Linked DNA regions of Sus scrofa: all the other regions are linked to region 1. A link is a contact called in public HiChIP or PLAC-seq data. All regions are on one chromosome and are shown on one strand. Each heading gives the region's core, a stretch centred on a gene start, on an enhancer-like site or on the middle of the called end of the contact. The rest is flanking DNA. Distances are from core to core; before and after follow the strand shown. Region 1 has its middle 21 kb from the start of RASAL2. Region 2 overlaps RASAL2 (ras GTPase-activating protein nGAP). Region 3 overlaps RASAL2 (ras GTPase-activating protein nGAP).

Region 1 (2,700 bases), core at 38-2,537:
GCATTGGAGCAACTGGTAGAAGGAGGTGGTATTGCCTAAAAGTTACAAGCACAGGCTCTGGAATCAGTTAAACTTTGTTTACATATATTTTTTTCTTTTTACAGCTATACCTGTGGTATAGGGAAGTTCCCAGGCTAGGGGTCAAATCAGAGCTATAGCTGCCAGCCTACACCACAGCCACCGAAACAATGGATCCTTAACCCACTGAGCAAGGCCATGGATCAAACCCGAGTCCTCTGGGACACTATGTTGGATTCTTAACCCGCTGAGCCACAACAGGAACTCCTGAAGTCAGTCAAACTTGAGGTTCGGTCCTGATTAAGCCACCTACCAGCTACGTGATCCAAAGCAAGATTACCTTTTGTCTCTAAAGTAGGGATAATAAGAACACTTATCTCATAGGGTTGTTAAAGAAGATAATGCATTTGGGGGGATAATATTTTAGATATATTAACTTTTCTGTTATTAGTGAATTCCCTTCCTGAAACTGTTGCTTGGGGTCTACTTCTTGAAGCAGAGTGGAGGAGGGGGGACACAGGAGAAAAATGGAGAAAAAGGTGTCTTCCTCACTGGGGATCCCCAAACTCATTAAGAAGTTTATGCCATGGAGTTTATGCCTGGTTGTGGCTCAGGAGGTTAAGAATCCGACTAGTATCCGTAAGGATGCGGTTCATCCCTGGCCTTGCTCAGTGAGTTAAAGGATCTGGCATTGCCACAAGCTGTAGTGTAGGATCTGGCATTGCTGTGGCTGTGGCGTTGGCTGGCAGCCACAGCTCTGATTCAACCCCTAGCCCGGGAACTTTCATATGCTGCATGTGCAGCCCTAAAAAGACCAAAAAAAAAAAAAAAAAAATTATGCCAGGCAGTCAAACACAACTGAAACCAATAGCAAGAGAAGGATGGTCTCTAGGCAATTTACTTTCCCTGAAGAGTAGAAAAAACTCCAGGAGAGAAAGAAAAGGAGTTGAGAGAGAAGTGTGTGTGTGTGTGTGTGTGTGTGTGTGTGTGTGTGTGTGTGTGTGTGTGTGTGTGTGTGTGTGTGTACAGGGAGGAGGGTGTCACTGCAGAGAAGTCAGGACTTATCAGAACCAAGCCATAGGAACAAGGAATAACTCAGCAAGCTATCTCTGGCTGGACACTCGGCTGGTTATCTACTGCTCTGTCACAATTTACCCCCAAACTTAGCCGTCAAAGGAAACACACAAATATTGATTTTTTTTCACAGTTTCAGAGTGTCAGGAATCCGGGAGTGGCTTAGCTGGGTGGTTTCCACTCAGGGTTTCTCACTAGATGGCAGCGAAGCCATTGGCTGGGCTGCCAACATCTGGAGACTTGATTGGAGCTGGAGAATCTACTTTTTTTTTTTCTTTTTAGGGCCACACCCCCAGCATACGGGCATATGTTAGCTCCCAGAGCTAGCCAGCCTACAACACGGCCACAACAATGCCAGATCTGAGCCGCATCTGTGACCTACCCTGCAGCCTGCAGCAACACCGGATCCTTAACCCACTGAGCGAGGTCAGGGATGGAATCCACATCCTCAGGGACCCTATGTCGGGTTCTAACCCACAGAACACAACGGGGACTCCTAGAGAGTCTACTTTCAAGGCCACTTACATGGCTGTCGGCATGAAGCCTCAGTTTCCCACCTTGTGAGTCTTTCCATCAGTTGCTCAAGACATGGCATTTGACTTCTCGCAGGATGAGGGATCTGAAAGAGAGAAGAGAGAGAGAGCAAGACTGAAGTTACAATGTCCTTTATCACTTAATCTTAGCTCTGTCATGTAACCACTTCTGCCCTATTACATAGATCAACCCTGATACAGTGTGGGCAGGCCCTAAAGGAGAATGGTGAGAACCACGGCAGGTTACTTCAGAGCCTGGCTCTCAGAGACACTGCGATGGGTTTGTTGGAGCAGCCAGCCATGCGTGGGGGCAGGCCACCTGACTTCCCTGAAATTTTGATCAGCATCTGTGGCTCTGCCAGCTCAACTTCCCTTTGGCATCATTCGAGGACTTCTCTTGTACAGCAGACTTCCCCTTATTTTCCAGGGCCTTCCAGGAGGAGTGGTGGCCACCCAGCTCTTAGACTTGGCTCCTTCCTGCTTACCCTGTGTGCGTGACCCCCATCTTGCCATGAGCCCCAAAGAAGGAGACCTGGTCTTATTAATGGGTAGGTGTACTTAGGAAACTCCCTCATTATCCAGCATAGTAGTTAAACATACTCCAGCTTCATAATAATAACTAATCTTACTATATGTTTATTTATGAGACACTGTGAAGTCTTTCCGATGAGAAAATTAAGGCCCAGAGAGATTAGGTAACTGGGTAAAGGCAATAACTATTAGGTGGTAAAGCCAAGATTTGAACCCTCTAAACCTGGTACTAAATCCATGATCTCAATGTCTGTTTCTATAAATTCAGCACAGAGCCAAGTGTGAGTAGGTATTCAGTAAATGTTGGTTATAATTATTAATTTTTCTCATTGGAGAAAAAGGTACATTTCTACATTCAAGAAGCTAAAGAATTGGTGTAGTCATTTAGAAAGGTACACATTATGTTTTTGTTACTTTCTTTGTTACTCTCATTGACAACCCAGCGAAGCCTGTACAGAGTTGTATTTACCAAAGAGCCATTTGATTGAAGTGTCCACTAAATTGCTCAGTGGTGGAGCTAGATTGGCTATGATGACCATTTGTT
Region 2 (2,700 bases), core at 115-2,614, 190 kb after region 1:
TTGTGATTGCTTTTGAGAAGTATATATGTGTTTTTGTACTCATTGAAAGACATAGAGAAACAGATGAGGATTAATTGCTCTTCTCAGGTTTAGCCATCAGCTGTGCAGTGGAAAGAGGCTTATAGAGCTGAGAGTATTTTAACTAACTGGTTAGATTTTAAAAGTGCCATTATAAGATTTTCTTTTTTCTTCTCTTTAAATCTGGGAAGTAATGGCAGGCTGACTTAAATGATGTACATTAGTTGACCAAACCAGTCTAAGAAAAAGAATGTTTCTTCCCTTTATTCTTTTCAGCTTATAATTGTTTCTGTATCAAAACGGCTATAGGATTATTGGCTCTTCCTTTGTCAAGTTTACCTCAAGAATAATGTGTTGACTCATGCATGGCACAGTGATCTACTAGAACCTGTCTAATGGTAACAGATGGAAGTTGCCTTTTGTTAGCGCTAACATGTGTAGATTAGGTTTTTCCTAGATATTTCCAAGAAAAATTTATTTGTATACATTACATAATCCTGAGTATCATTCGCAGTTTAAATTGATTTTTTCCTCTTTTTATTTCAATGTTTTAACATAAGTAGTTTTGAATTAGAATAAGAAACAAATCCATTTCTTCAGATATGTGATGTAAAAAGAAAAACAAGAGCTAACATTTATTGAAGTCTTGCAATATGCCAAGCACTGTCTAAATGCTTGACAGTTCTTCTTTAATCCTCACCACATTGCTGTGACGTAGAAACCATCGGTCCATTTTGAAAGTGGAGAAAACTGGGTGACTGAGAGGTTAAGTATGGGACTAGAGCTGGTAAGCAGTGGGGATTCCTTTTCAGGGAGCCTTACTCAGAGATTGTGCTCTTAACCTCTTGACCAGTGTGCCTCTCAGCAACAGTGATAATAATGAGAGCTAGTATTTGCTGAACCAGAATTTCTTCTCTGTGCCAGCAATTGAGAAATTGTTCTCAGCTTTTTCAGATAAACCAGGATGGGGCCATCGGTCCTGTCATGGCTCTGAGCCTCACTACCAAATTCTTTGATCTGAGTCTCTTTCCAAAGTGTTTTTTTTTTTTTTTTTTTTTTTTTTTGCCATGCCCACTGGCATGCAGAAGTTCCCAGGGCAAGCCACAGCAATGACAGTGCTGGCTCCTTAACTGCTAGGCCACCAGGGAGCCCCTCAAAGATCTTTGTGAACAATTCATATGTACTGAAAACCAAAAGTGAGTTATATTAAGCAGCTCTGTGTAAGAACCTGTAAGTACCAGGGACTGTGAATTAGTATCACCTTCCAGTATATTGAAGTACTGTATTTTCTTCTGGGGAAATTGAAACCTTAGAGAGTCATATGAGAAGCGTAAGTTTCAACCTGATGTTGCAAATGCCATGTATATTATATGTGTCTTATAGCCAGCATTTCTTTTCTGATTCCTAGGGTCTTTAAGTAGACTTGAACTAGTTAAAAATAGGTTGTTCATTAGTAACAGGTGGTTCACTAACTAATAATAGAGGAAGTTAAGCATATGTGGGCTCAAAGTTAGCATTTCCATGCCACCTACACTCTGTACCATGATAGAGGAGTTAAATTATGGATATATTTAAGTGCTTTAAACGTTGTTTTCTTTTTTGTCCCTCAGCTTGATATTGATTGGCTTAGGTTTGGAGCTTGCCTTTAACCCTTTTCTGATTTGTTGGGTCCTAGCTATATATTTTTAAAGTGAATAATTTTAAAATTTAATCTTAAATCAAAGTAGTAGATATACATAGTTGCAAGTGTGTGCCACAGGATTGAAATGCAGAAGAGCAGTTAGCTTCCCTACGCATTGCTTCAGCCAGTTTCTGGCTGTGCAGGCATCCACTTTCAGCTCCTATAGCTTTTTCTACTATTTGCCTCCATATTTTAAAATAATTCATGCATTTGCACATAGCCATATGAAAATATAGATAGACTTAGATGGTTTCCAACACTGTTTGGAACTATCTTCCACTTTTAATCTATTTTTAAAATTCTCTCTCAACACACTCACAAACACACACACACACACACACACACACACACACACAACACCATGCTCTTATTCCCTTTTATAATTGAGAAAAGGAGTTTCAGAGAGAATAAATCATTGCCCCAAACTCATGGAAATAGTAAATGGCAAATTTGAATATAGTTATCTCACTGTACAGCTAAATTCATGTTTCATATGCGTTAGATTTGTTCAAAGTGGGACTGTATAGTGATTTCACCCACCTTTTTAATTCCAAAGTGGTTAATAGTAATGCTAACAAACGTTTTTTGTGTGCTTGGTATGTGCGAAGCACTTGATGTGTTTTAACTGTTTTGAATCTCACACAAGTCCCTAAGAGAATTATTTTTGTCATCCCTATTTTAAAGATGAATAAATTGAGGTTTACTTAGGTTGAGTAAATTTGTTCAAGGTCATTCAATTTATAAATAGAAAAACTGGAAGCTTTCTTTCTTTCTTTCTTTTTTTTTTTTTAAGGGCTGCACCTGTAGCATATGGAAGTTTCCAGGCCAGGGATTGAATCTGAGCTACGGCGGCAAACTATGCCACGGTTGCAGCAACACCAGATCCTTTAACCCACTGCACCAGGCCAAGGATTGAACCTGCACCTCTGCAGCAACTCGTGTCACTGCAGTCAGGTTCTTAACCCACTGCTCCAGAGTGGGAACTCCTAGAATCTTTTCAA
Region 3 (2,700 bases), core at 98-2,597, 220 kb after region 1:
TGAGTGATGAGAGGGAGGAAATTTATGACTTACCTGAGAGCAGGGGTGTGGTTTAGACTCAGAACTGGGGCAACACCCCCTTTCAGTCATTGTGTGGACTTTTCCAGCTGTTGTCACGGCAATTGTCAACTGTCAGGGTACTGGTGGGTGTGTCATTTAGCATGCTAATATATTACAATGAATGTGTAATGAGGCTCAAGGTCTCCTGGAGGTCAGGTCTTCCACCATCTTGGGTCTAGTTGGTTTCAACCAGTCTGGTTTTTCCCTTTGCAGCTTCCTCTTTTTGTAATTGAGCCTGAAACCCAGATAAGGGCAATTAGTCTCCAGTTGAGGGAGGGGCAGGGGTATGATTCTGGAGCAACAGCCTTAGTAACATAATTCCTGACATATTTTGTCCAACTGTTTAAGATGTTACCAATACTATTCTTAATTCTGCTAAAGGTTACTAGTGAAATCTCTTTATGAAAAGTCTTTGCCCTCTATCTCCAAACTAAGATGATGGGTCTTTTAGAAAAAAAAAAAAAAAAAAAAAAGAACATGGAAATATCTCATTACTCTACAATGATACAATGAAAGGCAGTACGTAAGTTGTGAAATAGTGGCATTAGAAAGAGATCTTTTGTAGCATTCATGGTTCTTATTCCACATAAATAGAAAAAAAATTTTTTTTAGGATTTCAAAAACCAGTCTCACTTTTGGAAGAAAATATGCCATTTTATGTAAGTATCTATGCAAGTTTTGACTGAAAATTTCGATAGATAGTATATATAGTATTTTATTAACTGTCCGTTAAGTGCTTACTTCTAAAATTAAAGAAAATATGGGTGATTTTGCTACTTTTATCTAACAAAACCGTCTTTTAAGAGAATTCTGGAGTGAAATCTTTCTGGTCAACGTTTATTTCCATTCACCTTATTGAGCATTAGGCAGGATTGGGACTTGTGAGCCAGTTTCTGATGTTAAAGAATTTTATTTGTGTGGGTGTTTTGTTTCTGAGCTAAGCAGAAACACAGCTGGCTGTGATTTGTACATACCTCACCTAAGCTAATTTACATACTCACCCATCCTGATCTTTTAGTTTTCTTTTTAAAGAAAAGCTTCCGGAAGGGGTTTGGTGATACTTTGACCATCGTATTTACTTTACCTCTAGTTTCTTCTGTTTTGCTCTGGTGATTACAGACGCCTGCCTTCATTAACTAAAAACATTATTCAATCAGAAGGTAGTTATAACACGATTACATTTCATCTCTTCTTTGCTTAACTAGATACCTGTGGAAGGAGGACAGGAGCAGCCGACAGATTCCACCAAAGGGCGATGCCTGAGGAGAACTGTCAGTGTCCCCTCCGAGGGTCAGTTTCCTGAGTACCCACCAGAGGGCCGCTAAACTGGGTAAGCTACTGTGTAAAAGGAACGACATGCCTGATTTTTATTTGGTAACTTATAGACTTGTTATTGAGTGTTGCAATAAAACAAAACACCCGGCATTTACTGTTATGTACATGCTTTAAAATATAGTGTGTTAACCGAAAGTTAGAGGTCATTAGAAAGTTTTATTCCTTATAACCAAGAGGCAGCAAAGTTATTTTACGGAGATAAAATATTTGTCTGAGCCCAAGTGAAGTTACCCTAAACTCCTAGGCAAGTTGGATGGTGTGTTATTTCTGAATTTACTGTTTGGCTTGAAATTTTGAAAGTGTTAGGTGGTCTGTTTTGGATGGAAACAGTATTAAATGGTTTGAGCCCTGCTGACACAGCTATTAATGTTGTCTTGTATAATGTAATGTCAGATCAGGCTAATTTAACTCAGCTAATTTTATATGGCCCGTGTTAAGTTATATTCAAGACTGTGGTTAGAGTGGGTGACAGAAGGGAGACATCAAAAAACACCCAAAAAACAAAAAACCCACTGGAATTGTTACACAAAGAATTCATGTCAGTATCAAAGTGGCTGTTTCCCTATTTCCTACCAAATGACTCTGTTTAGTGTTTTGCAGGCTTACTAATCAGTATTTAAATAATTAGAGCAATCGGGTTAATTTTAAGGGAACATAATTAAGATTAAATAAAACAATGAAAGAATTTTAAAAGTACGAGTTTTCTTTGGTGTTTTGTGGTATTATTGTTTGCTATTTAGTAGGTAGATAAAAGGGAAGAATTGACTGTCTCTATGTTAGTTAATGTGGATGATGCTGTGACTTTGTTGTATTTTTGAAAATCAAGGTTTTTGGCTTTTTGTCTGTTTTTGCCTTTTTCTTCTTTTCATTTCATTTTCTAAGTGGAACTCAGATTCTTAGTCAAAATTTGAGTCCTTTAGTTCTCATTTTATCCTCTGACATTTGTTGCTATTATGGAAGTTAGGTTAGCAAACACTTCTGTGCCAGGAGTCACACTTGGAAACGTCAAGTTTTCCTTTTATCCTTTCCCTATTGTACTTCTTTAGCATCTGTTGAAACCAGTTTAGGTGTGGGCTTAAATTATATTGCAAGCCTGTCTGGCCGTAACCATTTAAGAGCCTGTTTGTATTTCGCCTATTAGTTATAATGGATTGGACTGGGTTGGAATCACTTTCTTTCAACTCCTTTGTTATCATTATTTGCAGTGTGATGTTGGTGACTATCTTTGTCACTTCTTCAGGTTCCTTTGACTGCTCACGCTTTGATCCCTAAAAGTCAATTGATTTTGAGGAAGTGTAATTATAG

What was found. HiChIP or PLAC-seq counts read pairs in DNA pulled down with a chosen protein or histone mark.
Region 2: a contact with region 1 is called in an H3K27ac HiChIP or PLAC-seq map of alveolar macrophages. The contact joins two enhancer-like sites. A contact is called at or near these places in 1 of 47 Hi-C or Micro-C datasets (fetal heart ventricle) and 1 of 2 datasets of contacts at active chromatin or transcription factors (alveolar macrophages).
Region 3: an H3K27ac HiChIP or PLAC-seq map of alveolar macrophages shows a contact between it and region 1. The contact joins two enhancer-like sites. A contact is called at or near these places in 1 of 47 Hi-C or Micro-C datasets (embryonic fibroblasts) and 1 of 2 datasets of contacts at active chromatin or transcription factors (alveolar macrophages).

Annotation. Positions count from the first base shown.
Region 1 is chr9:119,918,729-119,921,428 of Sscrofa11.1, forward strand. No RefSeq gene overlaps it. Among named protein-coding and RNA genes, the nearest start is that of RASAL2, 21 kb to the right of the region's middle. Within about 2 kb of position 1,288, at least 14 of the 83 cell types and tissues checked have an H3K27ac peak or open chromatin away from gene starts, as enhancers often do. A contact at or near this core is called in alveolar macrophages, where this site is marked.
Region 2 is chr9:120,110,272-120,112,971 of Sscrofa11.1, forward strand. The region is part of intron 1 of RASAL2 (ras GTPase-activating protein nGAP); the gene reads left to right. Among named protein-coding and RNA genes, the nearest start is that of RASAL2, 170 kb to the left of the region's middle. Within about 2 kb of position 1,365, at least 13 of the 83 cell types and tissues checked have an H3K27ac peak or open chromatin away from gene starts, as enhancers often do. A contact at or near this core is called in alveolar macrophages, where this site is marked.
Region 3 is chr9:120,142,799-120,145,498 of Sscrofa11.1, forward strand. RASAL2 (ras GTPase-activating protein nGAP) reads left to right here. Exons shown (of 18, transcript XM_021063720.1): 3 at 1,266-1,390. Among named protein-coding and RNA genes, the nearest start is that of RASAL2, 200 kb to the left of the region's middle. Within about 2 kb of position 1,348, at least 5 of the 83 cell types and tissues checked have an H3K27ac peak or open chromatin away from gene starts, as enhancers often do. A contact at or near this core is called in alveolar macrophages, where this site is marked.